Regions from separate parts of the Sus scrofa genome. Here region 1 is linked to region 2. Evidence: chromatin contacts called from public HiChIP or PLAC-seq data. All regions are on one chromosome and are shown on one strand. The core of a region is the stretch at or near the end of the contact, and the rest is flanking DNA. Distances in the headings are between cores, read along the strand shown.

Region 1 (4,645 bases), core at 933-3,432, 140 kb before region 2:
TCGTTGCTTATGCGCTCAGCCCGTGGGGCTGGTGATCCCTCGAACAGGCACAGGAATTGGCCGCTGTGCAGACTCAAGAACAAGTCCTCGTGCCATGACTTCAGCTCTCTGGTATGGTCCTGCCTCCATTGTCCACCAGCATATTCTAAATGCCAAGATCCCCACGCGAGGACCTGTGCTAATCTAAGCTGACTCAGGGCGGACAAAGCACTGCATAGACTTAGAATGATAGTTTCCCCTGCAGAGGCTTTAGTGAGCCTTCCATAAGGGTCTGGCCAGTTATTATCAAGGTCTCAGACTACAGCAGGTGAAAAGGCAAGGGACCTCTGGGCCAGAAGGGCTCAGTTAGTCTCGAGGAGAGCAAGGCAGGTGGAAGACAGGAGGGCAGGCCATGCTGGGAGTTCCTCTTGTTCAGGGGGCAGCGCCCCCACAGGCCAGGCAACATTCTCTTGGAAAGGCACCCACATAATGGGCCCCCGGGGTGCCAACTTCCCGATCCTTCTCTGGTCCTTGATGTTGTGCTAAGTCTCAACACCTCCTGTCTCTGATTTCTCGTGTTCCCAATCTTGGCTTGATTTTTAACTTTTATGAAACTGTTATACACAGGGTGCTGCGTGCAAGTTACATGACATAGACTCTAAGCTGCCTAATTCCTTTTTCTGGCTTACACAGGTTCTTGGGCCCAACTCAGGCGTTACCCGCCCCCCCCACCCATTCCATCACACTAGGAACTTACTGATCAGCAGCAATGTGGCCCCAGCTGCTACCCCAAGCTGGGGAAACTAAACACACCAAGGAGCAGGGATTGCGGAAACAAATACAGGGCAGACCACAGATACCTGTCTTGACACGTCACCTGGCTGAACTTTGGTATCAGAACCCAAGGAACACAGGCTTGTGGTTTTGTGCATATAGACATTGTCCTGTGGTCCAAAGGATGTGTCTCTGTGGCAGATGGGAATCTGGCGCACTAGATAACATCTTAATTACACTGCTTCCTTCCAGGTTTCTGCAAGTTTTGGTATCAGGCTAAATGCTCTGAGCAAGAGCCTACTTCTTGCGGGCTGTGTGGGTAAATCTGACATTCCTCTGTCCGTCAGGCAAGTCTAGCATGTAAGGAGAAAATCTGGATTGAAATTTTCGAGATGCTTCCTCCAGGGAGGGGAAAAGAAAGTTTATCGTCGAGGCAGATGTCTAAGTAGAAATTTACGTTTTATGGCCAACTATGTGGATGCTGACTCCTAACAGCTAACTGCACCCACTACATAGGTGCCCAGACTCACATGGGGGAGGCAGGCAGGTAGATGGAAATGCACGACCCCCTTCCAGGTAGAGAACGCCTGGCTTGCCAAAAGGGCCAACTCTCTTTGAGCATAACACTTCCTGGGGCCCAACCTTGGCCGGCAAGACTGTTTGTCTCCCCACCCATATGGCAGCGTCCCGACTTTCCCCTCCTCTGTCCCAAACTGAACTCACCCAGCCTCTTCTCTGGCTTGGGGTCCCCGTAAGCCCTTCTCCTGCCTCCTTGGGCTCCCATCCATCCTCCTTGGGAGTCTCGGTCCCCAACTGACTCCTATTCCTTCCTCTCCTCCTACTTCTCACCTCCAATCCTCACCAGCTTGCAGTGTCCCCATTCATTTTTTCCCTTGTCCCCTTCTCTGCCTCCTGTGCCCGAAGATGCCCTCCTCTGCCTCCCGTGCCCCCATGCCCCCTACTATGCCTCCCGTGCTTGAAGGTCCCCTCCTCTGCCTCCTGGGCCCCCATGCCCCCTCCTCTGCCTCCCGTGCCCGAAGGTCCCCTCCTCTGCTTCCGTGCCCGAAGGTCCCCTCCTCTGCCTCCCGGGCCCCCATGCCCCTACTATGCCTCCCGTGCCCGAAGGTCCCCTCCTCTGCCTCCCGTGCCCCTATACACCCCTCCTCCTGTCCCCCACCTCCCTCTCTCAGCCCCAAGCCGGTTCAGGCAGCGGTGACAACAGCTCCCCGGACGGCAGAGCAGGCCCCTTACCCGGGCGCGGCAGGCCTGCGGCGGCCCGGCGGCCCTCGGGCGGCGGGGAAGCGCCCGCGGTCGGTGTGGGGACGTGGCCAGCAGTGGAGCAGCACGACCGAGAGCCAGGACAGCTCAGAGCAGCCGCCAGGGCTCCGGCCCCGCCCGGACCGCCCCGGAGATGACGTCACGAGAGGGCGGGTCCTGGAGGGCGGGGCAGCCTCGGCTGACGCTCAGAACAGCCCGGCGGCTCCTGGTGCTGCCGGATTCGAGCCGGAAGCGAGGGGCGTGGCCGCGTCAGGGCTCCGCCCACCGCGGGGCGGCTCGGGCGAAGTCCCGCGCGGGCCGGAAGCGGCAGTTTCGGACCGATCGCTGGCGGAAGTGGTGGTGCTTGGGCTCCGCTGGGACTGTGGACCCCGCCCTGTGGGGACCGAGGTGCCACGGCTGGGCTGGGTGAGCCCAGACCTATGACGTTGGCGTGCAGGTCACCCGAGGGGGGGGACCCTGCGACGTGCCCGCCCTCTCTAGACTCCATCCACAGCCCCGGGGGCAGGCGCCGGGGATCCCAGAAGCAAGTAACAGTCGAGACCGCGGCCGGCGTGTTTCGAGCGCCTACAACGTGCCAAGCGCTGGGCTTGGTTCTGTGATTTAACTGCTGTGAGGCGCTTAGCCCCGGTTTTACAGACCCTGAAACTGAGCCTCTCGAGATGTTTTGAGATTGTGAGACGTGGAATAACTGGAGCAAAACAGTGTAGAGGAAAGCGTATGGGACTTGACCTTCGTTCGAAGTAGCTTCGTAAGTTACAAGTTTTGTGATTGTACCCGAGTCTAAAACTTTCTCCAGTCCCCCCAAGTCCAAACCAGAGCCTGTCTGTGAAAGACCATCTCAAAGGGAATAATCCAAAAGGCTTTATTTTCAGACAGTTATAAAAAACTTGTCTTATAAAAAACTCGTCTTGGGGTCCTGGGCTAAGAAACTAAGCCAGACCCAGAAAAGTGAGGGTGCAAAGATGGGATCAGCTCCCCAGCTCTGAGCTCTGGGAGCACCTGAAACTCACTTTAGAAGTGTCACATCCAGGAATTCCTGTCTTGGCTCAGTGGTTAACGAATCCGACTAGGAACCATGAGGTTGCGGGTTCGGTCCCTGCCCTTGCTCAGTGGGTTAAGGATCCGGCGTTGCCGTGAGCTGTGGTGCAGGCCGCAGACGCGGCTCGGACCCCGCGTTGCTGTGGCTCTGGCGTAGGCCGGTGGCTGCAGCTCCGATTCAACCCCTAGCCTGGGAACCTCCATATGCCGAGGGAGCGGCCCAAGAAATAGCAACAACCACAACAACAACAACAACAAAAAGACAAAAGACAAAAAAAAAAAAAGAAGTGTCACATCCAGGAATTCCTGTCTTGGCTCAGTTGCGGGTTCAGATAGATTCCCTGGCCTCGCCCAGTGGGTTAAGGATCCAGCGTTGCCGTGAGCTGTGATGTAGGTAGTAGATGCAGCTCGGGTCCCGAATTGCAGTGGCCCTGGCGTAGGCTGGCAGCTACAGCTCTAATTAGACCCCTAGCTTGGGAACCTCCATAGGCCTGGGTGTGGCCCTAGAAAAGACAACAGCAACAACAGACCTATCACATCCAGTTCAATCTCATGGTTTCAGGCGGTGTAGCCCTTACCCTGTAAGGGATAGGTTTGCTGAGAGGCCAGCCAGGTGGGAGAGTTTGTGAAGACAAGATCCTTTTGCTTTGGGTTTGCTTTAATTTTCACAACAAGCTCAGCTCTAACATGAGAAGCGCAGTCAGTATCTGTTCAATTCACAAATGAAAATATACCCAAACAGCCAGTTGTGGTTCTATGCTCGGCTTCCTCAAAATCAGTTTCTGTGCTTTTATTTCCTCTTTGGTAAAATCGGGACAGTTTTTACTGCTGAGGCTGAAATTACAAAGATGAGACAAGCTCTCCTTTTCAAGGAGCTCAGAGTCTACGGCCAGGATCTGCTGACCCTCTGTCTGTTTTTCTAGTAAAGTTTTATTGGAATACATCTGTGCCTCTTGGTTATGTATTGTGTGGCTGCTTTTGCACTGCAAGGGCAGAATTGAATAGTTGGAGCAGAGACCCTGCGGCCCACAAAAACCTGAAGTATTTACTGCCTGGTCCTTTTCAGAAAATGCTTGTAAAGAAAGCCCCAGTGTAGAGTGTTGCTAGAAAATGGGTTTTGGGGAGAGAGAGAGAAAGAAAGGGAGGGAAGGAGAAAGGGAGGAAGGAAGGAAGGAAGGATGGGCTTCAGGCAACAATGGAAATATCTTTGGGAAACCCATTCTCTTGTAGGGGAATCTGACAACTTTGAGTGAATTGGGAGGACCTGGCACCTATCACGGCAGAGCTCTGGGAACCACATAACTGCTTCTGTAGAGCATTATGAAGAGTAAAACAGGCTGGGAGAGCTGCTTTTTTTTTTTTTTTTTTTTTTTTTTTTTTTTTAGTTCCCAAGCTAGGGGTTGAATTAGAGCTGCAGGTCTACGCCACAGCCACAGTAATGCAGGATCTGAGCCACGTCTGTAACCTACATGGCAGCTCATAGCAACTCCGGATCCTTAACCTATCGAGCAGAGCCAGCAGAGCCAGGGATCGAACCTGTGTCCTAATGGATGCTTGTCAGGTTTGTTACCTCTGT
Region 2 (4,447 bases), core at 495-2,994:
ATGTTCCCTGAGGCTTCCAGAAGGCCAAGCAGGGCGAGAGGCCAGCCCCTGGCTGAGCGACACCCTGGAATGAAATGACTGTGCAGGTGGCAAAGTCCCGAAGCCCCCGGTATCCGAGCCCCACTCAGCATCCCGAGAAGGGACCCTCTCCTCGTGGCTGGTGGGGAAAGACCCCCATTTCCGAGGGCACAGCCCCAGGGTATCCGGGGTAAGGTTGATGCCCAAACATGAAGCTGGAGATACCTAGACCTCAGCTTCTGACTTGATGTGGTTCTATGCTTTTTTTTCTTTCTTTCTTTTTTTTTTTTTTTTTTGGCCAACCCGCGGCATATGGAGTTAGCCGGCCAGGGATCAGATCTGAGCCACAGATGCGGCCTACACTGCAGCTGAGGCAATACCAGCTCCTTTAACCCACTGGGCGGGGCTGGGGCCCAAACCCACATCCAGGAGCTGCAGAGACACCCCTGATCCCTTTGCACCACAGCAGGAACTCCTCTGTGCTGTTTAAATCCTTGAAACCTGGAGTTCCCGTCGTGGCGCAGTGGTTAACAAATCCGACTAGGAACCATGAGGTTGAGGGTTCGGACCCTGCCCTTGCTCAGTGGGTTAATGATCCGGCGTTGCCGTGAGCTGTGGTGTAGGTCGCAGACGCGGCTCGGATCCCGCGTTGCTGTGGCTCTGGCGTAGGCCGGTGGCTACAGCTCCGATTCGACCCCTAGCCTGGGAACCTCCCATATGCCGCGGGAGCGGCCCAAGAAATAGCAAAAAGACAAAAAAAAAAAAAAAAAAAAAAAGATAAAAAAAAAAAAAGATAAATCCTTGAAACCTGACCTCCTGTGATGACACACTCTTCTGAGGCGAAGACAGCCCCTGGGACCTTCCCTGGGGAGGGGGGATCTCCATCAAACCCCACCCACCAGGGCTGGGCCTTCCCGCCTTTCTGGGTGTCCCCCACATTGGGGATGTTGCCCCTTCTTGTTGCGTCTGACCGGGGCAAGGCCTCGGAGGGAGGAAAGAGCAGGGGGTGTCATCTTGGGTTGGGACCCGAGCCTCCTGGAAGCTTCGGGGCCCGACCATGCTGAGGGCAGAGGAGGCTGGAGCTTAAGAACGTGGTCCCCAAACTCTCGTCCTCCTTATGGCTCCTGTCGCCTGGCTTTCAGGTGCCCGATGGAACCAGCCGGAAGCACCAGGAACTCTAGGACAGCCCCCCAGCCCCCCAGCCCCCCACGCAGACCCCAGGATGTTCCCAGGCTCTGCTAGGAACTGGCGGCGGGGGGTGGGAGGGGATCTTCTTTAGCAGCAAGAGATGACATTAACCACCAGCATTTCTTTTAAAACAGTTTTATTGAGGTATAAGTCGCAGACCGTACAGTTCACCCACTTCACGTGTACAGTTTGGTGGTTTTTAGTGTATTCACAGCGTTGCGCAACCAGCCCCACGGTTAATTTTAGAAAATATCACCATCCCCAAAAAAAGCCCTGCACGAAGCCAGCTTTTTTTTTTTTTTTTGGCTTTTTAGGGCCACACCCGAGGTCGTTGTGGTCCAGCGGGTTAAGGATCTGGCATTGTCACTGCCGTGACTCAGGAACCAACACATGCCATGGGCACAGCCAGAAAAAAATAAAAAGATTGTGGACTTTATTTTTTTGTTTTACATTTTGAGATCATTATAGATGTGCACATACTCTAAGACGTAATACTGCGAGGTCCTTTTGCCCCTTCACCAGTGTTCCCAGTGGCGGCTTCTCACGGACCCGTGAGTCAGTCATCTTTGCACTGCTCTAACAAAGCTGCCGTAGACTGGGCAGCTCAGGCCACACGCGGGTATTTCTCGCAGTCCCCGAGGCTGGAGAACTCAAGATCAAGGTTCTGGCAGGTTGGGTGTCTGTCGAGGGCCCAGTTTCCGGTTCCTGGTGGCTGTCGGACCTGTATGTGGCGGAGGGGGTCGAGGAGCTTTCTAGGGTCCCTTTCTTACGGGCCTGGATTCCATCCATGAGGGCTGCACCCTCGTGATTTAAGCGCCTCCCGAGGGCCCCACTTCCTTCCTCATGTTGGGGTTTCTGTTTCAACATAGGGACCTGGGGAGACGCCAGCTTCGAGTCTCTAGCAGCAGTGGCTCAACATCATAACCAGGGCTTTGATACGACTTCCTCTGACTTTGCTCAGATTTTACCAGCCTCACATATGCAGGATTTTTTTAAAGAAAACTTTAAAAAAAAAATATATATATATATATATTTTTTTTTTTTTAAATATATATGAGTTCCCAACGTGGCACAGTGGAAATGAATCCAACTAGGAACCATGAGGTTGCGGGTTCGATCCCTGGCCTCGCTCAGTGGGTTAAGGATCTGGTGTTGCCGTGAGCTGTGGTGTAGGTCACAGATGCAGCTCAGATCTGGCATTGCTGTGGCTGTGGTGTAGGCCAGCGGCTGTAGTTCCGATTAGACCCCTAGCCTGGGAACCTCCATGTGCCTTGGGTGCAGCCTTAAACAGACAAAAGATGAAAATAGATAAATATATATATATGTATGTGTGTATGTATATAGCTATTCTATGCTCACAGCAGAATTGAGAGGAGGGTACAGAGATTTCCCAAATCCCCCTTCCTCCCCCTCTGCCAACACCCCCCCCCGGGGGGAGACGCTTGTTAGGGTCCGTGAACCTACCCGCCGTCATGCACGGTGCACGCCTGAGTCTGCTCTTGGGGCCATATCATTCTGCGGGTTTAGACAATTGCGTGATGACAGGTATCCATCATGAGAGCCTCGTACGGAGTAGGTTCATGCGTTCTTTTTAAAATCCACATGGTCTCATCTGAATAACGAGAGCGCCCCTCTGAGCCTTGTTTTTTTGGTTTTGGTTTTTGTTTTTTTTTCTTTTTATAGCCACACCCCTAGCATAGGGAAGTTCCTGGGCAGAGGATTGAATCTGAGCTGCAGCTGCAGTAGTGCTGGATCCTTTCACCCACTATCCTGAGCAGGGATCAAACCCAAGCCTCCACAGCCACCCGAGCTGCCGCAGTCAGAGTCTTAACCCATGCACCACACTGGGAACTCCTCTGAGCCTTGCTTCTAAAAGCTGGCATTGGAATTCTCTGGTGGCGCAGCAGGTTAAGGATCCAGCAATGTCACTGCTGTGGCTCCAGACACTGCTGTGTCATAAGTTCGATCCCTGGCCTGGGAACTTCTGCAAGCCCTGGGCGCAGTCCCCCCCTCCCCAAAAAAAAGCTGGCATTTATGAAAGCACTTCTATTTTGTTTGTTTGTTTGTTTTTAGGGCCACATCCACTGCATATGGATGTTCCCAGGCTAGGGGACCAATCGGAGCTGTAGCTGCTGACCTACACTACACCACAGCCACAGCGAAGCCAGATCCGAGCCGCGTCTGCGACCTACACCACAGCCCACAGCAATGCTGGCTCCTTAACCCACTGATCGAGGCCAGGGATCAGACCCACATCGTCATGGATACTCCCTGGGCTCATTTCCACTGTGCCGCCACGGGAACTCCTACGAAGCCCGTCTGAGGGGTACAGAAGTGCCGTATCTCCCCAATTCCAGAAGGGGGCTCACTCATCTTCCCATTTTGCAAACAGGAGGGGGCTAAGGAAGTGAGAGTTAAGGGCACTGGGCCCTCCGGCCTGAGCCGACCACTCCCTGCCCTGCCTCCCTGCTCCTGCACCCTGGTGGCAGGGCTGTCCCCTTCTTGGTGACTGGACAGCGCCCTTGCATGGACAGCGCCCAGTGGGTGTCCAGCTGCTCCCAGGGTCTTGTTACTCCAGCAGCGCTACCTGGAACCCTGAGGGGAGGCGGCAGGGACTGTGTGGTCATCCTGACCCCTCGGGCCCAAGGGGCCTCTGGAGGGGACATCTTCCCGCCAGCAGAGGGCCGCGCCAGCACAACTCTCCCTCTCCATACACGCTCCTCAGGTTTAATTTGGGGTAAAAATGGTCTGGTGGTGTCATTTTAATTTATATTTCTCTTACTACGAATGGCATCAAATATCTTTTTGTGTGTTTAATGTCTTTTGTAGTTTTAGTGTCTCAGAAGTGATGTTTATGTCATTTTCCTATTGAGTTTTTTGGTATTTTAAAAATTCATTTTTGGGAGTTCCCGTCGTGGCGCAGTGGTTAACGAATCCGACTAGGAACCATGAGGTTGGGGGTTCGATCCCTGGCTTTGCTCAGTGGGTTAACCATCCGGCGTTGCCGTGAGCTGTGGTGTAGGTCGCAGATGCGGCTCGTATCCCGCATTGCTGTGGCTCTGGCGTAGGCTGGTGGCTACAGCTCCGATTCGACCCCTAGCCTGGGAACCTCCATATGCCACGGAAGTGGCCCAAGAAATGGCAAAAAGACCAAAAAAAAAAAAAAAAATTCACTTTTGGAGTTCCCCTTGTGGCTCAGCAGGTTAAGAACCCAACTAGTATCCAAAAGGCTGCGGTTTCG

What was found. HiChIP or PLAC-seq counts read pairs in DNA pulled down with a chosen protein or histone mark.
Region 1: an H3K27ac HiChIP or PLAC-seq map of alveolar macrophages shows a contact between it and region 2. The contact joins the promoter of C2H11orf24 here to the enhancer-like site in region 2. A contact is called at or near these places in 3 of 5 promoter capture datasets (fetal liver, fetal skeletal muscle and liver), 11 of 47 Hi-C or Micro-C datasets (alveolar macrophages, brain, embryonic fibroblasts and 7 more) and 2 of 2 datasets of contacts at active chromatin or transcription factors (alveolar macrophages and skeletal muscle).

Annotation. Positions count from the first base shown.
Region 1 is chr2:4,679,741-4,684,385 of Sscrofa11.1, reverse strand. C2H11orf24 reads right to left here and starts at 2,182. Exons shown (of 4, transcript XM_003480654.4): 1 at 2,005-2,182.
Region 2 is chr2:4,537,503-4,541,949 of Sscrofa11.1, reverse strand. The region is part of intron 21 of LRP5 (low-density lipoprotein receptor-related protein 5); the gene reads left to right. Among named protein-coding and RNA genes, the nearest start is that of TRNAA-AGC, 16 kb to the right of the region's middle. Within about 2 kb of position 1,744, at least 14 of the 83 cell types and tissues checked have an H3K27ac peak or open chromatin away from gene starts, as enhancers often do. A contact at or near this core is called in alveolar macrophages, embryonic fibroblasts, mesenteric adipose tissue and 2 more, where this site is marked.